Linked DNA regions of Xenopus laevis: region 1 is linked to region 2. Evidence: chromatin contacts called from public Hi-C data. All regions are on one chromosome and are shown on one strand. The core of a region is the stretch at or near the end of the contact, and the rest is flanking DNA. Distances in the headings are between cores, read along the strand shown.

Evidence for each region. A called contact is a pair of places that touch in the nucleus more often than the background predicts.
Region 1: a Hi-C map of the XTC cell line shows a contact between it and region 2, with 2.7 times the contacts expected there. The contact joins the enhancer-like site here to the promoter of mab21l3.S in region 2. A contact is called at or near these places in 3 of 4 Hi-C or Micro-C datasets (the XL177 cell line, the XTC cell line and animal cap).

What each region holds. Positions count from the first base shown.
Region 1 is chr2S:29,315,285-29,317,998 of Xenopus_laevis_v10.1, reverse strand. No RefSeq gene overlaps it. Among protein-coding and RNA genes, the nearest start is that of LOC108709305, 19 kb to the left of the region's middle. Within about 2 kb of position 1,273, at least 2 of the 7 cell types and tissues checked have an H3K27ac peak or open chromatin away from gene starts, as enhancers often do.
Region 2 is chr2S:29,255,877-29,258,618 of Xenopus_laevis_v10.1, reverse strand. mab21l3.S (mab-21-like 3 S homeolog) reads right to left here and starts at 1,253. Exons shown (of 7, transcript NM_001092422.1): 1 at 1,182-1,253; 2 at 197-289. The coding sequence starts at 244. casq2.S (calsequestrin-2) reads left to right here and starts at 1,472. Exons shown (of 11, transcript XM_018249026.2): 1 at 1,472-1,611.

The DNA.
Region 1 (2,714 bases), core at 24-2,523, 59 kb before region 2:
AGATTGAAAGAGGGTGATGGGAGCAGTGAAGGGGAGATTACAATTTCAGGATAGTTTGATGGATGTTGGAGTGCAGAGGATATATGCAGAAGTATAGAGGAGAGAGAGAAAAAGAAAGCAATCAACTTAAACATAGTTAAATGGTATAATCAGGCTTATTTTATAGAAGTCAGGGCCGGGCCAGCCCCAACAGACGCCCTAGGCAACTTCTCCAGGGTGGCGCTGACTGAGCGTGAGCCGGTACTTTTGTGCGCATGCGCGAATTTGCTTGTGCGCAAATACAAGGGGAGAGATGCGACCGGACATGGGGTAGGCGACAGAGCAGGTACATGCCTGGCGCCCCCCAGCTTTGCGCCCTATGCAAGTGCCTACTCCACCTACCCCTAGTTCCGGCCCTGATAGAAGTATTGATGAGAAGTGATGTCTTGATGAGATGTCCTATGTTTGCTGAGAGTTTTCAGTCCAACTTCTGTTCAACTGCTGCCCAACTCTGTCTAACTCTATATGTTGTACTTAAAATTTCTGTACTTTAACTTGATGGACTTTAAGTTGTTAAATCTGCCATAGCTCTCCTGCCATGCTCATCCCTGCCATGCTTCCCCTAAAGAATGGGGGAGAATGGAGGAGAATGGAGGTGAGAGAGAAAGGAGGCAAGAAGAGTGAACATAGTAGAACGGTAAAACCAGGCTTCTTGTGTTTATAAAATGATTGTAGCAGTGACATCTGGATCAGATGCCCATATATTTCATATACTATACTGCTCTCCACCTTTGTGTGTTGTACATACAATTCCTGGACTTTAAATGGCTCTCCTGCCAGCCACAGTCTCCTGCCATGCCCTCCATAAAGGGAATCTCTCTTGTACCTTTGCGGGGACAGGTAATACAGGTAATACCGCAAGTAGCCAGCAGGGGGCAGCGCCCTACCAGAGCTGCTCAGAGACTGACACCTTCCATTCAGCTCAGATATCTGTGCTGGGACTGGCACAATTCAGTAGGTTCCCACCTGGGGGCAGTGTTGTACTAGGACTGGATAGGGTGAGGCGCTGGAAGGGGCCGCTGTACAGAAAACACAGGTTCCTCAGGATTTTATGGTGTCAAGTTGTACTTGGATCACAGACAGTAAAGGAAGAGAGTTGTAGTCTCAGAACAGGGAGACAGTTGCAGGGGATTCTATGGAGGATAGCAACCCGGTAACTTGTGCGCCAGAGTCTATCTGATTATAATAACACTTTATTCTCCAACACATTGGATCCAAGAGACGTTTCCCCCCATTTGTTGAGCCCCAGCACCCCCCCATTAACTCAGTGATTTATAATGACTGTACCCCCATGTTCATTTGTGCTGCTCCCCAATGATGTCTGCTGTGGGCCAGTCACATGGAATCAAATCTGCAAGGGCCCCACTCATGTCCAGCCACCCCCCTTATACCAGACTCACAGTGACTGCCATGCTGTGGGCTTCACTTTATTTGCATACACGCTGCAGCCTGCACTGGCATCTGTTCTGCCATATCAGTTTGTGTAGGTGAGGGGGCAGCCTTTGTGGGGGGGACAAGGTGTAACTGGGCCACAGGCCATGTATCACTGACATGGAGCTGAGTAGACAGATAAGTGCATGTAGTTGGCAGGGTGCAGAGGGTGCAGGGAGTGCAGGGAGTGAGAAAGCAAATCATTAGCAAATACTCTGCTCCCAGTTCCATTGTCTCACTGATTTTCCAGTATCTGTATCTGTATCTGCCCCCCCCCCCCCGGGAATGTTCCCGTTGAAGGGGAGCGGATTCAATGGAAATTTATCTGAGTGACGTGAGTTGCCATGTGCACCCAGTAACCTGCCCTGGCCCTGGGCCAATCAAGGAAAAAGGGCAACTCCTGGCACTTCTGCTTGTTATCCATTAGACTGCAGAGCTGACAGCCAGTCACAGAGCTGCAAAGTATTGGGGCTCATGCATCTGATTAACGACACCCCAGGGAGATAAAGGGGAATTTGAGCCTTTCATTATTGGCCCCATGGGGAGGGAATTATCTCCTGGTGCCTATAAAGACCCAGATGGGGGCATGTGGGGCAGAATCAGATAATGGGCTCCTCCAGCTGTGCAAGGATTAAGTGTATAAAGATTCAATTTGGGGTGCTGGGAGTGTAAGGGTTAAAGCAGTGCAGGGAGGAGGCAGTTTGTTACATTCCGGGCAAAGTCTTAGGGATCTGCCCTCTGCACTTGAGGAAGAGCAAGAACACAATGTTCCCATAATCTCTGTAATAAAGTCCCAGGTCACATGACCCTGAGTTCACATGGCCCCTCCCCCATACTATTCTCCTGATGTCTGTGGTGCAGGGGAGAGATTTGGGGGGCACAGGCAGAAGTGGAAATGACATGTGAGAAACATACAGACAATGGAAGACACAGACACATGGGGGAGAGGGAGAATATAGAAGGGGGGTGACATTGAAGGAGATGGGGGAGGTGAGATACATTTGTGGTGGGGCCCAGAGCAAATCAACCCCCACCTCCTCCCCTCCTTGCATCCCTGTTCCCCATCCACCTGATGGGGGGCAGAGTACAGAGATAGGGGGCAGAGCATAGAGACGGGGGGAGAGGATAGAAATAGGGATAAGATAGAGGATAGAGAGGGGGGTAGAGGATAAAGATGGGGGATAAGATAGAGGATATAAATGGGGGATAAGATAGATGATAGAGATGGGGGGCAGTGACCCTGG
Region 2 (2,742 bases), core at 4-2,503:
ACTGGACTAATTATGTAACTGACGTGTGGGGTAGTTAGTCAGGTCACTATGTTCTGCTTAATGTTACACTTGAGAAAGGCGCCTTATGTGTCACTTAGGGTATAATAATTGTTACTTTAGCCAAATTCTCTCCTTTTCACTCTCAGTAGCAGCCGATAGAGACAGGGTTGGGGGGGAATAGGGGGACAAGTGTTACCGTGTTTAGTAGGAAATGATGAACATCCTCAGCCTTCACTCCCTTCATCTTCCCTGATGATCCCGATGACCCAAATACAACCGTATCCCCTCCCTGCAAATATATGAGCCCCATTACACAGATACACCCCACTTCCTATTGGATGATCACACAAGTGCTCCCCTCACCTGTACAACAGTGGCTCCAATACCAACACAACCATATCAGTCACATTCCCTGGTACCCATGAGCCTCCCTGCTTTACCTGTGTACTCACACTCACCCTACACTCTCTTTTCTATACTCAGCACCTCTCTCTACCCCTCTGTACTCACACTCGCCCTACACTCTTTTTTCTGCACTCAGCCTCTCTCTCTGCCCCCTGTTCTCACAATCGCCCTAGTTGCCACTTGGCCGGTATTTTACCGGCCTAACCGGTAAAAATGATGGTTGATCCCATTGTTATTAATAGGGAAAAAAGATAAATATATAGGAAGGCTGATATTTATTTCCAGAAAAGGTGGCAACCCTACACCCTACACTCTCTTTTCTGCACTCAGAAAAAGAGTGCAGCCTTTCTTTGCCCCTCTGTACTCATACTTGTCCTACACTCTGTTTTCTGCACTCAAACTCAGCTTCTCTCTGCCCTCTGCACTCAGATTCAGCCTGCTCTATGCCCTTCTGCACTCACACTCCACTCTCTGTTCCTCTGTACTCATACTCAGATATTCTGTGCTTCCTCAACATTGAGACTCTGCCTTCTCTACCCTGTACTCATCCTCCTCTGTACTCTCACTCATCTTACACTCTATTTTATGCACTCACACTCAGCCTCTCTCTGCCCCCTCTGTACTTACACTCTCTCTAAACTCTTTGTTCCTATGTACTCATACTCAGCCTATTCTGTGCTTCCTCAGCATTCTATCTCTGCCCTCTCTCCTCTGCACTCACACTCAGCCTCCTCTGCCCACTAGGTGCCAGGTGCCTCTGCCCTGTATGGACTCACCTATGTGTGTAGCTCTGGGGTCCCCGAGTGCTGTGGGACAGGTGCTCCTGTGGGTTCCTCTCTCTCTCTTTCTCTCTCTCTGGATTATGTCCGGCTGGTTCCTGCCCCAGAGATGATTTATTTTCTGTTCCAAACTTTACTGTAAACAGAGGACAATTGGATTGTCTGAGTGGCTCATTGGCAGCGGGGCCCACACCCTCCACCCCCCCCATCCAGCCCCAACCACCAATCAATCTGCTGTATTGAGCAGTGTTTCCACTAAACACACAAAACAGCAACACAGGGACAGAGATAAACACAGGGACAGACTAACAGGGACAGACTCACAGGGATAGACTTGCAGGGACAGACTCGCAGGGGCACTTCTCATGGGATTTATTATCCTGCATGGCCAATAGGTGCCCCCTCCAGTGTGAGTGTTTGGGAGCAGGTAAGTCTAATCGATTCCACTCAGCTTTTGTTTGTACCCAACACAACCCCCCCCGGGCCCCTTGCTGAGTTGCCCCACCCTGTTGTGCCTAAGCTTTAGTTTATTTACTCTCTATGTGTGTGCGGCGGCCTGGCAGTTATAAGGGTGATCCTCAGTGTTGCTCATTGGGGCCCTCTGGGCGGCACCTAACAGGGAAGAAAGACAAATGAGACAAGATGCTGCACAGAGAAGTTGCCAGCCCAATGGGTAGGCTGGGTACCAACGGGGATCAGAGTTACTTTAGTTGGGGCTGATTTGGGGCATTTTCATAGGCACCTTGGTTACAATGGGACAAATGTATGGAACAAAATATCTGTAGCTGTGAGTTGTGCCCCGGGGCACATGGTGGGTCACCAGGTTAGGGAATGGGCACACCTACGTATGAATATTCTGGGGAACCCTAAGCTCTGCCTTCTGCAGGGCATTTCCCTAAGGGTCACAGGAATCACAACGACAGGAGAGTCACGGGCCTGGTACCTTCCCAATCCTCAGGGCCATGTGCCCCATAACGGACCCTGCAAGTTGGTTCCACAACCAGACGTGATGAAATGTCACCTTGGCATGGTGCCCTAGTGTCACAGGGGCCCATGGGGGTGCAAGTTTTGTACTGTGTAGCCCAGTATGTGGCCCTCCTGTATCCCAAGTGCTATTACCTTCTGCCAGAATCTGGGCCCTATCACTTCTAACAGCTGCCTTGTTTATTGCCATTCATTGGCCTTAGGGGCCCATAATGTTCTTCATGTGTGGCCCGGGGCACAATGGGAAGGGCAACCCTGTGCCAGTGACCCACTCAAGCACAATATCACAAGTCCAATTGACCCAGCAGAAAAGAGATCAATGTTTCCCTGGCAGCCCCCACCCTGGCGCCCACTGACCTCATTCTGCCCACGGCCCCTGCTCCGCACTGTACAGGAGGCACCATCCCCGTGTCATGTGACCAGTAACTTTGCCCCATCCCATTTTGAAAGCAGATTGATTAAATGTCACAAATGACTTTACCACTAACTGGGAGCTGTGGCTGATCTACTCCCTGATTTGTCACTCACAAAAGTGCACCCTCAATTGCACACAAACCAGTAGAGCTGCCATGGG